Regions from separate parts of the Mus musculus genome. Here region 2 is linked to region 1. A link is a contact called in public Hi-C data. All regions are on one chromosome and are shown on one strand. The core of a region is the stretch at or near the end of the contact, and the rest is flanking DNA. Distances in the headings are between cores, read along the strand shown.

Region 1 (3,854 bases), core at 345-2,844:
TGAGTCTAATGGGCACATGGGCATGAGAACCAGGGAAGTGACTCAGAATAATTCCACAGTGCCCTTCTGGGAAGGGTGTGGCTAATGCCTGTAACCCCATCATTTGTGAGGTTCAGACAGAAGGATCCCGGGCTAGCCTGGACTGTGTGATTCACACACTAGGGCCATGTGGGTAGAGGGATGAAGAGTTGAAGAGCTGCCTATCATTGACCTGTTGTGTGTCTTTGGCGCTGTTTTCTTTTCTTTTTGATTAATGATGTGGGAAAGGGATGCCTACTGTGGGCAGTGCCACCCCAGGCAGGTGGTCTAGATGGTTATAAGAAAGGTAGTTGAATGTGAGGCTAGTTAGCAGCACTGCTCCATGGCCCCCTCCTCCATGCCCTCTGCTCCAGTTCCTGTCCCTAGGCTCCAGCCCTGACTTACCTCAGTGATGGACTGTGATGTGGGAGTTGTAGACTGAAATAAAACCTTTCCCTCACGTTGTATTCGGTCATAGTGTCTGTCACAGAAACACAAAGCTACATAGAAAGATCCTGTCTGAAATAATAACTTGTAGTGTGCTGTTCATGTTGGCAAGGGTCTTTGAGCTGAGAGATAAGGAGTCCCACTAGGAAAGTGACTAGAGAATGCAGCCAGTGGAAGGTCCTGAGGCAGGAATGCGCTTGATGTGATAGGTCAGAAAGTAGCCGAAAGGGAGGGATTCCATCTGAATCCTCAGAGGATCACAGGCAGGGGGACGGCCACAGGAACCAAGCAGAAGTACGATTTTCTGGTGGTGCCCTGAGCTGTCTGTCTCTGCCCTTTCTCACTGGGACAGGGATATTTTTCCCACTTAACAGAAAAGAAAGGTGGGGTGTGGGGGAGGGACCTGCCTCAGGCATGGGCTGCATTGACATAACCAATACAAAGTGGCTGTTTTAAAAACAGCCTGCTGGGCAGTGGTGGCATACACCTTGAATTCCAGTACTTGGGAGGCAGAGGCAGGCTGATCTCTGTGAGTCCAAGGCCTACAGAGCAAGTTCCAGGCAAGCCAGGGCTACACAGAGAAACCCTGTCTTGAAAGCCTAAAACCAAATCAAACCACCAACAACAAAACAACCTGAGCCACTAATCCCAGCTCCCAATTCTCTAGCAGAGATAGCTGGATCTCGGTGAGTTTGAAGCCTGCCTGAAAAATGTGGGGTCCTGTCTCAAAAACACGTTTCTTCATTGCCTATCTGATATTCATAGTCAAGTTCACATCATTTGAGCTGACAACCCAACAACTATCCTGAAACTCAGGGCTGCTTAGTTTGAAGCCTTTGCTTCATTTCCTATCCCCTGTTACTTCCCGGGTAATTTCAGAAATGGAGAACCTCAATTCTCCACGGCCAGTAGCCATCACACGGGTGGCTCTCTTACTGTCTTCCTTCCAATCACACAAGGACTAGAGTGGGAAGACAAACTAGACAGGCCCCGCCCTCGACGTCGAGACCTCGCCCCCAGCCCGGAGGTCTCTGAGACATCCACGCGCCGCTAGCCGGCGCTGCGCAGGCCCCGCCCCCTGAGCGCAAAGCCTCCGCCCCTCCCAGAGGCCCCTCCCACGCCCCCGGCTGCGCTGCTCTAGCTTCAGGCTTCAGAAGCTGCGGCCGCAGCACCGCCTCCTACCCGGGGCCCGGTTCCAGCCCCTCTGGCCCGGCGCACTGGACATGGAGCTCCGAGCAGCGCATCCTGAGCCCCCAGCGCACTCCAATCCGCTCGTTCGGTTAGCGCCCAGCTTGGGGAGGGGACGGTGGAAGCTAGCCGGGTGAAAACCTCACATCCTGCCCGCCCCAGGCCTCTCCATCACCCCGCGGTAGAGAGTTGGGATGGATGGGAACGATGTTCTCCTGGCTCCTGGCTTTCTTTGCCTGCCTCCGACCGAATGGATGACCTTGAGCCGAGAGCGTCTCCTCTTTGCCTCTCCTTCCCCATCTGCACAATGGGAATTGGTTTGGCAAGGTCTCTGAACTCACGGCCTTTAGAATGGGACACGTTGTCACATGCTTGGAGACTTAAAGGCTTTTGGTTCCTGGGCCCGTTTTTCTTGATCTGGATTTGTCTCTTCCCTTGCCTCAGTTTCTCTCATATCCTGGGACCAGCTTCCAGCCTTTCTCATCCCAAGCACTGGAGACAGCAGCCTCCAGACTGCTAAGAGCAGAGACAGCATGAAGGCCCCGGTAAGTGACAGGGAAGAGAAAAAGTTGCCTGGGGATTTGGGGGTGACCTGGGTAGAGCTTTACAGCCGCCTCCCACACCCGGAGTTACAGTGATCCCCTAACCCCTTTTGGTGTCGGGGGATGAAACTCAGAGCCAGGCACATGCTAAGCACATGCTCTAGCATGGAGTCCCTCCCACAGCCCTTAGTAGTTGCTTCTGCGCCAGCCCCCTGCTCCTGGGGCTGTGTGACCCCAGGCCGGTGTCTTCCCCTTTTGGTTTCAGTTTGTTTTTCTCACCTAGAAATGGAAGTAACCCGGTGTCACTTAGTTGGGAGGGAGGTGTGAGACTGAGTGTGACGCTCTGGTCTTTCTGTCTTTACCAGTGAGCCCCCTGAGTGCTGGAGTGGGGAGGTTAATTACCACTGCCCAAGTCAAGGTCTCTGGTCCCTTGTGGGCAGCAGACCAGTTGTTGTGTAGAGCCGGAGGCCTTAGGAGCTGTGAACCCGGTCTCCTGGACAGCTGGCCACACAGAGAAGACTTATTTTTAGAAACTGATGTGGCTTATGGACAGACAAGGAAGGGTGGGCCCCTGGCAGGATGTGCTGGGGGCTGTTCTACACCTCTGCCTTTCTGGGTACACTGGCTAGCTCCTAGTGTTTCTTCTGGAATGACTTTGGGCCTAGAAAACTGGAGTTCTGAGAGTCACAGGTACTGAGATGGATGGCCCAGCACACAGTGGTAGACACCTTGCTGGGTGCTTTCAGTGGGTGTGCAGGAGGTCACCCCCAGGTGACCGACCCAGAGGGCTTCTTCAAGTGGCTTTCGGTGTATTTCTTCTAGAAGTGGGAGAGGCTGAGCGGAAGCATCCCAACTGTTGGAAGCATTTTCTGTTTATTTGTTTCAGTTTTTGAAACAGGGTCTTGGTCTGTAGTCCAGGCTAGCCTGGAACTCACTGTGTAGCCCAGGTTGGCCTCACACTTGTAACAGTACTGCCTCGGGCAAGGAATGAGCTACCATGTTTATTATTAGATTAGACATTTAGATTATTAGATTATTATTAGATTAGATGGAGATAGCTATCTAATCTATTTTATCTACCTATCTAAATAGTGGGTGGTTGTGTGGCGCCCTGCCTGGGCTCTTGGAACCTGGCTCCTTTGCAAGCACAGAAAGCGTGCCACTACCACCAAGCCAGTCCTTGAAAGTGTTTTTAAAAAAGATTTATTTATTTATTTATTTTATGTATGTGAGTACACTGTCACTCTCTTCAGACATACCAGAAGAGGGCATCGGATCCCATTACAGATGGTTGTGAGCCACAATTTGATTGGTGGCTGGGAATTGAACTCAGGACCTCTGGAAGAGCAGTCAGTGCCTTAACCACTGAGCCATCCATCTCTCCAGCCTCTGAACGCATTTCTTAAGTGATGCTTTCCTCAAAGTCCCCCTCCACCTCCTGGACTGCCCAGCCAGCCCAGGGGACACACTGGGTCAGCTGGGGATAGGGTAGTGGAGGTAGCAGTGGCCTGGGGTGACTGCATAGTGTATCTGGGTTCTAGATAAGAGTTTGGGTTCTGCCATTTGAAATTTGCACCCTTGCTGTGTGGCTCTGAGCAGCTTCACCCCAACTGAGTGTCCTGACCTGGAAAGAGGGGAATTGGGGGACTTGTCTCTAGA
Region 2 (3,780 bases), core at 535-3,034, 75 kb after region 1:
GTTTAGGAGCACGGCTTTTAGTCAGGCATTGTAGTGTGAGACTGAGCTCCCAGTTACTCAGGAGCCTGAGGCAGGAGGATGGCTTGTAACAGTACACGTTTTAGGTCATCCTGGCCAACGTAGTGAGAGTTTGCTCAGAAAACAAACCAAGGAAAGAGGACGTAGCGTCTGGAGCCAGTCAGTCCTCATCTGAACCTCAGCTAATCTCACGGCCACATCGCTTTGTTGGCAAAGCTGTCTGAACCCTGGTCTTCCCACGGGAAACATGGAGACAATGATAATCTTTCCTACCTCACAGGTTACTGTGAGACTCCAGGATAAAGAAAGCAGAACACAGAACACAGAACCTGCCCACAGTGAAAGCTCTAGTTTGGCTGTTATAAATTTTGTCATTATTACTATGTCTCCTGGACTCCATTTTTCATCTGTAAATACTTGGACATGACCCAGTTTCCAAACATCTTCCATTTAGTTTATTACTCTTTAAACCTCACACTAGTTCGAACTCAATGGAGAAGAGGCAGAGACTGAAGATCCATTTTCAGGCAGGCTAATGGAGGTGGAGGCTCGTGGAGTTCCTGGCCTATCTGTCCGTGATCCTGGTCAGTCTTGGTGCTTTGACCACCAAGAGCCTGTGACCTGCTGAGCACTGACTTCCCTTCCTGGGAGTCTCCAAGAACGAGATCCATGCCACTCCCTCACTACCAACTCTACAAGGGTGCTTGCTGTTGTCAAGGGTAGAGATAGGAAGTAAAGCTGAGCCAATCACAGGCCAAGAATTGATATGAGTGAGTGAGTGAGCGAGTGAGTGATGGAGTTAGCCATCTTGGGAAGGATGAGAGGCTGTGGGTGACAGGGAGATACTCACCCGTTGTAGAGAGGAAGGGATTTGGGGGCTGCACATGGAGCTCAGTTGTTAGGGTGCTTGTCCATCATGAGGCCATGGGTTTGATCACCAACATCTCATAAACAGCGAGTAGCTCAGCACCCAAGAGGCAGATGCAGGAGCATTAGAAGTCCAGGTTAGGCGAGAGCGATCGCTCAGCAGCAAAGAACACTTGCTGCCCTTTCAGAAACCCCATGTTCTTTTCCCAGCACCCACATCAGGCAGTTCACACCCGCCTGTAACTCCAGCTCCAGAGGCCCCAACACCCTCTTCTGGCCTCTATGGGCACCCACATACAGACACATACACATAATTAAGAATAATTGTTTTTAAGTTCAAGGTAGCATGGCACGTGTAAAGGCCTAAAGGCCAATTGCGTGGGTGAACAGGCCTAGTGGGGGAGGCACTGCCTCTCCTGACCTTTGGCCTCCTTTGTCAGTCCCTGGCACAGAAAGATGGCTTTCTCGTCCATCCCCACATGGCTTTATAACCATCAGATTTCCTGTGTGTGTGTGTGTGTGTGTGTGTGTGTGTGTGTGTGTGTGTGTGTGGCAGATGAGTGGTGGCAGCCAAGAACCCCAGGAAAGTGACATTTGAAGTGTCTGTCTGTCTGTCTGTCTGTGTGAGTGTGTGTGTCTGTGTGTTGAGGAAGTCTGTAGACAAACTAGGGGCTGCTGGGCAGGGGTTATCTCACTGGGTCCCCAAAGGACAGGCCGGAGCCTGGATTCCGGGAGGGGCCTAGGGTCACATCCTGACCTTCAAGACAGGAACAGGCCTGGTGCCTCAGCGATTCCCATCAGCTGACTACCCTGTTCTGCTGTCCCAGACCTAGGCAGCCAAGCTTGTTTGGCTGCTGATTTGCTCCCCCCCCCACCTCCCCCTGCCCTCGGCCTGGGCAAACTCAGGGAGCTCCTTCCTCAAGATAGGAGCCAGCCAGGCTCTGACTCACGCCTAGCCAGAGGGGGCATGGAGACAGCGAGCCAGGGGAACCTCCACTGATTGTCCTCAGCTATCATGGGAGACAGTGAGGGGCTGGGAAGGCAGGGTGGCTCTGAGAAGTGGTATCACACTGAACAGCCTCTCTGTCACCCATTTCCGGCGACACCTCTGCTCCACAGTGGGAAACTTGCAGCACTGAAGGGATGTACCTAGAATCCTTCTCTTACACCGCAGAGCCTGCTCAGGGTGCCCAGAACCCCTGAGTGTCTTGCTCAGTTGTGTCTGAGCCTATTGTGCAGGCTGCAGGGGAGTGGCTTTTATTATTGTCCCCAGAAAAGAACCCTGCCCGGCTGATGTGAGTTCTTCTCTACCTGAAGAGTGGCAGAGCTGGCTCTGGGGGAGGCAGCCCAGAGGATTCTGGGCTGGGTTTCTCCCATCTGGACGCATGAGCACACTCACTTTGCTCTCAGAAGCTGAAGAGACCAAGGGGCCCTGGAGAGGGAGCTTCCTTTGTGTCTTTGTGCCTTGCAGGTGATGAGCAGGGAAGGGAACCGGTGTAGCAGGGTCAGGTGGCTGCACAGGGGCTCTCATCATCTCCCCGGCTTCAGCACTGAGTCACCCTGAGAGGACATATTTATTGGATAGACAGACAGATAGGTAGTAGACGATCAAAAAAGGGGGGGTCCATAAAGCCTGGAGAAAATCAAATGAAGTCTTTTAAGTCCTGAAAGTAAACAGCTGTGAATCAAGAACACTGTACTCGCAAAACTATCTTCCAACACTGAAGAATAAAAAAAGGCATTTTGATGCTGGGCAGTGGTGGCGCATGCCTTTAATCCCAGCACTTGGGAGGCAGAGGCAGGAGGATTTCTGAGTTCGAGGCTAGCCTGGTCCTACAGAGTGAGTTCCAGGACAGCCAGGACTACACAGAGAAACCCTGTCTCCGAAAAAAAAAAAAAAAGAAAGAAAGAAAGGTAGGTATTTTGAGACAGACACAAATGAAGGTAAGACATGATTAGTAAGGACAGCAGGCAGTCCTCGGTGGGATACTTTACAGGAAAGAACCTGGCAACTCAGCAAGCCCTAAACCTTGTATGAAAGCAAGAAAAGAAATACCAATAACTTCACAAAGCAGAACAAACCTAGCACATTTAAAGGAAGAAGCAAAACCCCCCCTTACAATTCTCTTACAAATAAATTGTTTTGGCTTATAGTTTAGTGCATCACAGTTAAATAGGACACTCTGTGTGTGTGTGTGTGTGTGTGTGTGTGTGTGTGTGTGTGTCTGTCTCTTTCTCTCTCTCTCTCTCATTTGTTGAGTCTTGACTTGTGTCCTAAGGCTGGTCTTGGAGGAGAAGTTTCTGAGAAAATCTGCTGAGGAAGACATGTGCGTTCCCTTCCCCTTTGGGTGGAATGTTCTGTCCGTATGTTAAGTCCAGTTCATCCACACTGTTCTTGGCTCCCGAGTTTCTTTGCTAGCTTTTAGTTTGGAAGACTTGCTGAGTAGGAGAGTGAAGGATTGAAGTCTCCCGGTGTTACTGTATCAGGACCTGGTTGGTCTTTGTATCTTGGAGTGTTTGTTTTATGCAATTGGAGGCTCCAATGTTTGGTGCATAGAAGTTAGAATTGTTGCATCGTCTTGAATTGTTTCTTTTATTAATCTATGCCTGGCATAGTGGCCCGCATCTTTAATCCCAGTACTCAGGAAGCAGACATAGGCCAATCTCTGAGTACAAGGCCAGCCTGGTCTACAATAGTTCCAGGACAAACAGAGCTTCATAGTTAGACCCTGTCTCAAAAATAAACAGGCAAACAACACCAAAAGGTAGAGTCCTTTTTATCTTCTTTAACTAGTTTTGGTTTGAAGTTGACTTTGTTTAGCATAAGAATAAATTTCCATTGGCTTGGCAGTTTGTTTTCCATGCTTGGAGATGAAGTTTTGGGGTATCTTTGTT

Evidence for each region. Hi-C and Micro-C count contacts between places; a contact is called where the count stands out from the background.
Region 2: a contact with region 1 is called in a Hi-C map of the N1E-115 cell line, with 1.7 times the contacts expected there. The contact joins the enhancer-like site here to the promoter of St6galnac4 in region 1. A contact is called at or near these places in 8 of 39 promoter capture datasets (the 3T3-L1 cell line, the C10 cell line, the HPC-7 cell line and 5 more), 7 of 484 Hi-C or Micro-C datasets (the N1E-115 cell line and embryonic stem cells), 8 of 115 datasets of contacts at active chromatin or transcription factors (the HPC-7 cell line, the NIH/3T3 cell line, the SCID.adh cell line and 2 more) and 3 of 9 other capture datasets (adipose tissue, liver and pancreatic islet).

What each region holds. Positions count from the first base shown.
Region 1 is chr2:32,585,484-32,589,337 of GRCm38.p6, forward strand. It overlaps St6galnac4 (ST6 (alpha-N-acetyl-neuraminyl-2,3-beta-galactosyl-1,3)-N-acetylgalactosaminide alpha-2,6-sialyltransferase 4), which reads left to right and starts at 1,595. Exons shown (of 6, transcript NM_001276425.1): 1 at 1,595-1,744; 2 at 2,098-2,198. The coding sequence starts at 2,187.
Region 2 is chr2:32,660,192-32,663,971 of GRCm38.p6, forward strand. The region is part of intron 2 of Eng (endoglin); the gene reads left to right. Among named protein-coding and RNA genes, the nearest start is that of Mir1954, 9.8 kb to the left of the region's middle. Within about 2 kb of position 1,785, at least 48 of the 459 cell types and tissues checked have an H3K27ac peak or open chromatin away from gene starts, as enhancers often do. A contact at or near this core is called in the N1E-115 cell line and the SCID.adh cell line, where this site is marked.